2 separate regions of the Muntiacus reevesi genome follow, and region 2 is linked to region 1. A link is a contact called in public Hi-C data. All regions are on one chromosome and are shown on one strand. Each heading gives the region's core, a stretch centred on a gene start, on an enhancer-like site or on the middle of the called end of the contact. The rest is flanking DNA. Distances are from core to core; before and after follow the strand shown.

The links. Hi-C and Micro-C count contacts between places; a contact is called where the count stands out from the background.
Region 2: a Hi-C map of blood shows a contact between it and region 1, with 5 times the contacts expected there. The contact joins the promoter of NFXL1 here to the promoter of COMMD8 in region 1. A contact is called at or near these places in 2 of 3 Hi-C or Micro-C datasets (blood and muscle).

What each region holds. Positions count from the first base shown.
Region 1 is chr16:61,810,294-61,815,086 of mMunRee1.1, reverse strand. COMMD8 (COMM domain containing 8) reads left to right here and starts at 2,075. Exons shown (of 5, transcript XM_065907445.1): 1 at 2,075-2,247. The coding sequence starts at 2,182.
Region 2 is chr16:62,287,394-62,292,491 of mMunRee1.1, reverse strand. It overlaps NFXL1 (nuclear transcription factor, X-box binding like 1), which reads left to right and starts at 2,569. Exons shown (of 23, transcript XM_065907368.1): 1 at 2,569-2,646; 2 at 3,043-3,228. The coding sequence starts at 3,045.

The DNA.
Region 1 (4,793 bases), core at 826-3,325:
AGATGCTTGATAAATATTTTATTGTTACAACATATAAAAGTCTTTTTTTTTTTTTTTTTTTTTAAGAAAACAGACCCTGTCCTCACGAGATTTACTAATTGACTAGATGAGCACGTTTTCCAGATTCTTTCTCACTTATTAACTATTACTTCGGGAGCACCTTTACATAAAGACAAAGTGTGTTAAGATAAATTATGTTTCAGCTAGGACAATGAAGGTTATGTGTCCGACTCTTTGCGACCCCATGGACTGTAGCCTAACAGGATCCTCTGTCCATGGGATTTTCCAGGCAAGAATACTGGAATGGGTTGCCATTTCCTTCTCCAGGTACAGTAAGAACTAGAAAGTGGTAAATTTTGAAAGAGAAGACAGCCATGAAATTCAAGAGGTGGCCATAAAGTAGAGAAAGAGCCTTCGTGCTAACCTTTGAAGGATGTCATTGAGTAGTTCTTTTTCTGTGTAAGCCACACATGGAAATACTTCCCGGTGGTGCTTGAGCAGCTTGCTCCACTTTTGCTATTGTTTAGAGTGTTAAATCGTGTTTCTGTCTCTCATTTACTGTGATCCTGGAAACTTCCAGCTCACAGAGGCTATCTTATTTATTACCGAATTCTCCAGCATCTAAGTGAACTAAAAGCTATAATGGGAGTAATCACAGGCGCTCTGGCTTTCAGGTTTAGTACAACTTTGAGTCTGGCTCTAGAATCTGATTTCATTTACTTCAGGCTGAGCTCTTAGCTCGGGTTTTGGGGGGACCTAAAAGGGTTGACATAAAATACAAGATGCCTGGTTAAATTTGAATTTCAGATAAAGAATACTTTTTTTTGTTAATCAAATGCTACTTTATACTAATTTATGAATTATGCTTTGAAATTCTCTAAGTCATATGTGGATAACTTCATATTAATAAAAATAATATGTATACATGGAAAGATTGGAAATTTCCTTCAATAACTTTATTCTTTATAAAACATATAAATAAAACTTTTCAACTTCTAAAGGATTACCACGTTTAAGAAGAAGGTATATTGCTACCGCCATTCTAGATTATGGGAATGCATCCCATTCTTTCATCTTCCAATCCTAGTGGCAAAGTGGGACCTGATCTGAAGTTGGATTGCGACGTGAGTGCCAGGGACAGACACATAAAGACGTGAACAGACCTTCAGGAAAGGGGCGGAGCGGAGGCCAAGCGTCTCGCACTGGGCACATCTTTCCCGACCACATTAGCCAAGGGCCTGGCCGGGGATCCTCGGTCTCCACCTCGGCAGTTTGTTCTTCGGGACTAAGGCCTAAACCTGAGTTATCAAAATAGCGAGTTGGAGGAGGTACTGGCAGAGACTTTAACCGGTTATCAAAAACCCAAGATTTCGGCGACTCCTAAATCTGACAACCCTAGTAACCTCTCTGGTCTTGTTATTTGGCAATAAGGATGAAAATAGTAACTTCATAGGATAATCTATAAAGAACCTCGCGCATGGTAGGAGGCGAATCGACCTTCCAAATGAGGATACTTTCCAAATCAATTTGCCTTTCAAATCAGGAGGCTTAAAACTCACTCCAAACCTCCAGGCACCCCAAAAGTAGTTACCCTTATTTTGCGTTCTAAGTGTGCAGAGAAAGTTTAATACAACTTTGAATAAGGTTGCCAAATTGCTCTGAGAGATTTGCGAACGCACCTCCACTGTAACACCAGAAGGGTGTTTAACCAAAGTCGCCAAGAGGCGGAAAAGCTCTGCCTTGCTGACGGAGAAAGCGAAGCCTCCATCTCTGCGCACGCGCACAAGGCTCGGCGCCTCCGAGCCCGCCCCGCCCGCGCGGCCCGCTGGTCACGTGGGCGAGCCGAGGCCCTGAGGACGCCGGGGCCGGTCACGTGGGCGGGCCGAGGCCCGGAAGACGCCGGGGCCGGTCACGTGGGCGAGCCGAGGCCCTGAGGACGCCGGGGCCGGTCACGTGGGCGAGCCGAGGCCCGGAAGACGCCGGGGCCGGTCACGTGGGCGAGCCGAGGCCCGGAAGACGCCGGGGCCGGTCACGTGGGCGAGCCGAGGCCCTGAGGACGCCGGGGCCGGTCACGTGGGCGAGCCGAGGCCCGGAAGACGCCGGGGCCGGTCACGTGGGCGAGCCGAGGCCCTGAGGACGCCGGGGCTGGTCACGTGACCCAGCCCCTAGCCTCCCGCAGGGATGGAGCCGGAAGAGGGGACGCCCCTGTGGCGGCTGCAGAAGCTCCCCGCAGAGCGGGGTTTGCAGGTGAGGAGCGCGCCGGGGTCGGCTGCGCGGGCCGGGCTCCTGGGAGGCCTGGCGTCAGGGATAGGCCTCATCCCGCCGCCTGTGGGAGGCTGGCGCCGGCTGCCGGGGAGGGGAAGGGGACCGGGTGTGATGTGGGGTGCTCCCTCGCCCCACCCCCGTGTTCCCTGGAGAGTGGAGAAGTCCGAGGCTGGGGGCGCCTCCGCCGTGCTCCGGCTTCCGGCGGCCCCTGCAGGGGATTTGCACGCAGGCGCCCGCCCGGCCGCGCCCGCACCCTAGCGGGGACCACGTCTCCGTCCGGGAGCGGCCGGGACCAGTGACCCTGGGCGGGGGAGTGCGCAGTCGCCAGCGTGAAAGCTGGAGGGGTTGGTTTACAACCTCTGGTACACGTTTCATTCGTTCATCCGCTGTTTCAGCAACAAAACCGCACAGCATTCCCTATGCACCAGGAACAGCGGTGCTAGGTGACGGGAATACCTTGGTGACCTAGAGAGGCAGGCCGTAATTCTTTGTGGGCGGCAAAAAAAAATGCTAAGTGTTACCCCAAACTGGGAGGCTTGCAGGTAGGGTGGTCCAAGGTGGACCTTACTTCAACACGTGACATATACGTTGGCGCCTGTAGTCTAAGAAGGAACCTAGTTTATGAGAATCTGGAAAAAAGCAGCCTTTTTCACTTGTTCAGCCAACTCTTCACTGAACTATGTGCTTAATGCTCTATGGGATAAGGTAAAATGGTGAATGAGACAGCCCGTACCCTGGTGGACCTTGTCAACTAATGAGGAAACCAAACTGAGTAAATGGAAACTGGATGAATGAGTTATCCAATGATCAGTTTGTAGGAGGGGTAGCAACTCTGGTTAGAAGGGGCCAGGAAACGTTTTCCAGAGCATCTGCCTAGGTTTCTAGGTTGAGTTCCTGAAGGATGAATAGGAACCAGATGGGCTGGGGGGAGAGTGTTTCAGGCCAAGGGACACAGCACTTATGAAGACTGGGAGAAAGGCGGCCCCGGGGAGCCTCAGGACCTGCTGTAGTTTTAGAGGCCAGAGTTCAGAGTGAGAAGTAGAGCAGGGAGACTGTGGCTGAACAAGTGAGAAGCAGCCAGGAGCTTCTGTGTACTGTACTCCTGGGTTTAGCCTTGATACCAAAGGTGCTGGCAGTTTATAATTGTTTTTGACAGCAGCACATTTTAGTTTGAAGGGTGAGAGAAATGTGGAGACAGTAAATACATAACAACGAAATTTTGTCTGTTGAACTGTGAAAGGAAGAACACCCAATGGTCACTGTAAGAGGGGAATCTAACTGAGAAGTGTTTTTTCTCCCCGAACTTTCAAGTTAAAAAACCCTTGGCGCCCCAAGTATGAGACTCGAAAGAAATTTGCCAGCCCTGTAAAAAAAAAAAGGCAACCTTTTCAGCCGGAGCTCCAGGAGCTGTGGTCCTTTGCCCTCTGACTTCAGAGAACTGACTTTGTGTTATAATTAATATGTTACTGTGCTTACTCCCATCTTTTTCTGTTCCCCAGCAGTTCCAGCCTAATCAAGTCTTCCTTGAACACAACTTCCTAATTGGTCCTCTTGCCAATAGTCTCTCTCCTTCTGAACTCCTTCAGGGTAGATACTTTGTTTATATACCCGGTTCTTGAGAATTATGTCTGGCCCCAGGTGGGTTCTTAAGCAGTGTTTACTAAAGGAAGGAGTCGATTAATGTTTACTAAATTCAACTTTATCATTGCGACCAAGATCTGGATCCCAGGTTCTGGTGGGCCGGCTTTTAGTTTCTATGATATGTAATTCTGAATAAATCCCAAATCTGTTTCATTTACAGTGGATGAAGGTTGGAGACGAGGGCTTAGCCTGCTAATGTGATAGAGGGCTATGTGGTAGGCAGCTTTTATAAGCCCCAAATCTCTGCCTTTCTTTTTTCGTTGTTCCATTTATAATGGAAATAGTGTGGAGGAGATAGTAATAAACTTACTTACCTTGCTAGGATAAAAAAAAAAAAGATCTTTTCTTTGACTTTACAAATGAGAAAACTGAAATGTCTGTAGAGGGTTTGGGTCACGTACCCAAAGTTGTCAAACTAGTGAGTGGTAAAGTGGAAACAGATGCTCAGATCTGTTGACTCTGAGTCTTGTATTAGCTTTCTGCTCCTGTCTTCATCCTACCTACATACTACTTAGGTAGGCCCATAACCTTCACTCTGAATCTCTGGATCTAAAAATCTCTTCTGAGTATCAGGCTTCTGCTTAGATACACCCACAGGTACCTCAAATTCAGTGTATACTTGGCTTAGCTCCTTGTCCTTCTCCCTGACTTTCTCCTTCTGTGGCTGTAGCCTCAAATTTGGTTTGTGATACCACCACTTCCTGTCATTCACCCTGAGATTCTGAGTATCATTCTTTTCAGACCTCCTTTACCTCTCTGCTGTCTCCAGTTTGAGTGTCCCTAACAATTTATCATCTCCCTTTTAATCTCTTGCTGGTAAGTAAATGGAAGTAGGGGGGTCTTTGGACTCACCCTCTTGCCCGTTTCTTTCCTTATATCTCCTGACC
Region 2 (5,098 bases), core at 1,320-3,819, 480 kb before region 1:
TGAGGTGTGTCATACATATAGTAAATTGCACAAATCATAAATGTATACTATTTTGAGTTTTAACATATGTATACACAAGTAAAACTACAACCCAGATTAAGATAGAATCTTCCCACCACTCAGGAGGATACCTTATTCCTCCACCCAGCTAAAATTCTCCCACCCCTACCAGAAGTAGGCACTAATGTGGCCTCTGTTACTTGTTCAGGAACTTCATGAAACTGGATTCACAAAAGTCATCTGTTGTGTCTGGCCTCTTTTGTTCAAAATGATATCTTTGAGATTCACTCATCTTGCTTCATATATCAGTATTTCTTTTGGCATAGCATTCTATTATATGAATATACCACAATTTATTTTTCTATCCTATTGATAGACATGCGGGTTTTTCCTAGTTTTTGACTATTATGAGTAAAGCTGCTATGTGAAGCTGTGCACTCAGCTGTTTCAGGTATATATTCAGAAGTGCAATTACTTGGTCCTTGGAACATGCTTTGGTAGTGAGCCATGTTTAGCTTTAATAGATACTGCCAAACATTTTTCTAAAGTGTTTGAACCAATTTCCACTCCTACCAAAACATATGAGAGTTCCAATTGCTCCATATTGTTGCCAGTAGTTGGCCAATCTTTTGTTTTTAGCTATTCTTGAGGGTAGTATTTTTAATAATTAAGATTAATTAGAACTATACAATTATATTCATATCAATTTTTATAATCTTAACTATATAATATTTATCATCTTCATGTATTTCTCATGTTCCTCTTTGATAAATAGAAAGAACTTGTTTCCTTCAAATGTTATCTGAAATTTCAAAGTATAAATAGCAGAAATGGTAGCTTTTGAAATATGCTCTCAGTTTACATATACTTCCACGTTATAATTGGAGAGGCAATGGCACCCCACTCCAGTACTATAGCCTGGAAAATCCCATGGACGGAGGAGCCTGGTGGGCTGCAGTCCATGGGGTCGCTAAGAGTCGGACACGACTGAGTGACTTCACTTTCACTTTTCACTTTGATGCATTGGAGAAGGAAATGGCACCCCACTCCAGTGTTCTTGCCTGGAGAATCCCAGAGACGGGGGAGCCTCGTGGGCTGCGGTCTATGGGGTCGCACAGAGTCAGACACGATTGAAGCGACTTAGCACCAGCCACATTATAATATCCATCAGCTCTTTACTAAGCTTTTCGAGAATATTATAATAAATGCTTGCTCATTCACATAGCATATAACATTCTTTTTGACTCCACAGCAGTTATTATGATTATCAATTATCATTGTAAAATATGGCAAGGGAAAAACTCTGAACATGTGAGCCTTTTGCCTGATTAGGGCCTCTAAACATAACTGGGATTTCTATGTAATCATTACCTTTTCAGAGTAATTAAGTAGTATGGTGTTTTTAAGAGTATAGTACAGGAGTCACACAGCTCAGCCACAGTCCTGGCTCTGCTAGGATATTCAATAAGAAAGTTTTCTGTGTCTTTATTTCCTAATTTACAAAATGGAATAGAAAACACCACCAGGCTATGTCAAGGGCAAGGAGCTTAACCTCTCTATCCCCCAGTGTTCTCAGCTGTAAAATGGGGCTAACAATAGGATCATTGAGTATCACATTGTTAAAATACATACATATGTAAAACACGGCATAGTGCCGGCAACTTAATAAATGCTATGTTAATATTTATGTATTTATCAATTAAACTGAAGAGCTGTAAAGGGCCGTGTAGTCCCAAACAGCAATTAATATATTTCTCAATCCCAGACAGACTCCTGAATTTTTAAAATTTCTCCCACTCTTCTCTCTATTATTGAAAACAGCGAAGTCAGAAGAATCAGGACCAGACCTGGCTCTCAACTACTTTTCCTTTTGTTGTGAAAGGAAAAATATACTCCAGAAACAGTATATTATAAACTATAAAGGACTTTGATACTAATGCCGTTAGATTCATCTTCCACATCCCTTTAGTAACTCAGAAGAGCGTTTTCTCCACTCCAGCCACTTCACCGCCACACTCCCTCGGCTTTCCCTGCCTCTTCCCCGACCTCAAAGCCTTTTTCTCCTCAATGCCTTTTCCCATCTGCGAGAAAAGTTCCCTGGCACCAAAGACAGTGGGCAGTCAATTACGACCACTGGTACAGACTCCAGCTAGGTCCAGGGAAGTTGGGAGGAAAAAGCAGCAACCTTCGGTGTCCTGAACACCTCAGGGCCAGCCAGCCCACTTCCCCATCTAGTTCGCTCTCTCTGCGCCCCGCCCGCCCGAAGTGAAAGTAAAAGTCGCTCAGTCGTGTCCGACTTTTCGCGACCCCATGGACTATACAGTCCACGGAATTCTCCAGGCCAGAATACTGGAGTGGGTTGCCTTTCCCTTCTCCAGAGGCTCTTCCCAACCCAGGGATCGAACCCAGGTCCTCCCACATTGCGGGCGGATTCTTTACCAGCTGAGCCACAAGGGAAGCCCGAGCCCCAGGGCATTTCGGGAACTGTAGTTTCCGAAGGCCCGGTTCAGTTGGCGCATGCGTTCCGAGGACTTGCCAACCCACAGAAAAGGTTCCGGATGAGGAAGTGGCCGGTGATGCCACGCGTTCTGCGGTCTGTGGGCCTGGACTTCTGGGTATTGTAGTCGGTGGAGGCGGGCGCCGTCGGTAAGGAGACGTAGCTTTCCTTGGGGTTTGCTACTGCAGTTGCTTCCCGGAGGGATACGCCGGGTCAGTCGGTAGTTCTCTCATCACCGCGCCACTCCGAGGCCAGGAGGCGCTTTCCTTTTACCTCGACTTTCTTTCTCCGTGGCTGTATGCGCCGCGCTCTGCAGTCCATTTCCCTGCCAAGCTCTCTCCCTTTCCTAGCCATCTCCAAAGCCTGGGCGTAGCGGGGACTCGCACTCTGGGAGAGACAGGGCCGCGACCTTTTCAAATCCGGCCCCTGCCCGGCGGAGACTCCTCATTCCAGGCTCACGTCGGTTTCGCTCACTGCCCTTTCACCCAGACTCCTCGGCACCACAGCTCTCACGCTCTTTCCACTCTTTTTTTTTTCCTCTGCAGGGATGGAAGCTTCCTGGCGCCAGGTGGCCGGTGGTCGAGGCCGAGCCCGAGGACGAGCCACTGCGGCCCCCTCCTCAGGAAATGGAGTCCATCTCCGCGGCGCCGGAGGAGGGCGAGAGAAGGGGTCGGTGGGCGCTGCTGGTCCTGGCCTCAGCCTCGGAGGAGCGGCCACCCCTGCGGCTGCAGGTACCTCAGCGCGGCGCAGCCCCGCGGGGTCTGAAGCGCCGCAGACTTCCGTGGCCGGTGGTGAGAATGGCTTCTGTTCTCGGGCTCACCTGAATGCCCGCCGCCTAAGGCGCTGCCTAGTCCGAGCTGCCTCCGCGTTCACTTCTTTCCTTCTCCTTCGGGAGTTTATAACTGGCCTCGCTTCTCAAGGCTTTCAGGCAGCTGCTCATTCTAGGCCGATTCCCATCACACCTTATTCATCATCAGTTTAATTGATACTAATCTTTGTTATTTCTCCGTCCAGTAGTCTTCCCTTCACTCTTGTCTATTGAATCCCCAAGGTTGCAAATCGTAGCCCAGCGGTTTGATTTAGCTTGTAGTTTGGTTAACACAGTGCGTTAAATCTGAATTGATTGCCGGCAGTTTTTTGGTTTTTCTTTTTAAAATTTCATAAAAATCCTGGTTAGCAACTTTTCTTCTAAAACACCGTGGCTTTGGTACTTTTATGCGTGGCAACAGTCGGCTGGGCCGAGTTACAGAAATCCCTTTTAGATTGGATTTAGGCTTTCCGCTTCGCATTTTGTTTCCTACTTCTGGGGCTGGTTGTCATTTTCCATCTTTGTTTGGTTGCTTAGTTTGGTGACTTTAATTATCTATGTCCTGTTCGCACTTGTGTTTGTGGTGGTTTTCTACTGTGGTCACAAATTTCATGTCCTTTCCTGGATGTATCTGGTGTGGCCTTCGCCAGCTTGTCAATATCCTTCACCCAGGGCAGTGGGCAGGAGTTGGAGCTGACTCTCAGGGATAGTGAAGGACAGGGGAGCCTGGCAGTTCATGGGGTCCCAAAGAGCTTAGGGACTGAACGACAGAGCAGTGTTGTGGTGGAGTCTAAGTGCACACATGCAGCTTTCAGTTCTCCACAGTGAAAGAGTGCAGGGGTGTAAAGGAATAATCCCAGAAATCATTTTATTGTTGTCTTTTTCAAAATATATTTTTTTTGAGTGGAGGAGCAAATTGAGCTTCTGAATGTTTCACCCCCTCAGCTAATTTTAAAGTTAGGTGATATTCTGAGTTTATGATAGTGGTGAGTTACTGAGTATAATATTGGCGGTAGTGAGGTATGCAAGAGGGAGACATGTGAACAGTTTTGGTAAACTTCCTTGGATTTTGTGGATAGAGAAAAGCATCCTTCAACTGGATAATTGAGACTTGGCTGTAAGAAATAATATATGGGAAGTTTGGTTTGTCAACTGTCTTTTAGATGATCTGATCTGGGTCTGTTGATCAGGTTATGAATGTTTTTATTATATCTGCTTCAACCTTTAAAAAATTTTGAGTCATATATCTTATATAAATTAGTTTTCTACTAGCACTCAAAGATTCCTCTGTAAGCTCTGTACATTTTCCTCCAGTTTTACTTGAAACTCCCAGTAGTTCCCAGCCAAGCCAGCTGCAATAAGAAAAGGAAAGCATTTCATGAGGAAAATAAAGATAAAACACCATTAAATACAAATACGCCACCTAAAATAGGAAAGTTTGTATGAGTAGTGACTCATCAGTTTCAAGCGTAAAGTGCATTTCTTAGTGCACTGATGAATTAAGGCACTAATGAATTAAGATCAATTCACTATGTTTGTGGCTCCTTTCTTGAACTGTGGTTGCTGTCCAGAAGAGTTTATTAATAATGCTTGAAGAGAATTCTGATAGCCCTTGCTCTTGAGGAGTTTGGAGTCTCATTGGGAATGTGCTATGTAGTAGTCTAATTCTTTTTTGCATTATTTAAGCAAGTAACAAAGTCAGAAGTACAGATAGTGCTAAACAGAATAACAGAACTAATTCAAAACTTATTTAGCATTTCTTTTTGGAATGAAGTTGTGAGAAGCACATTTTC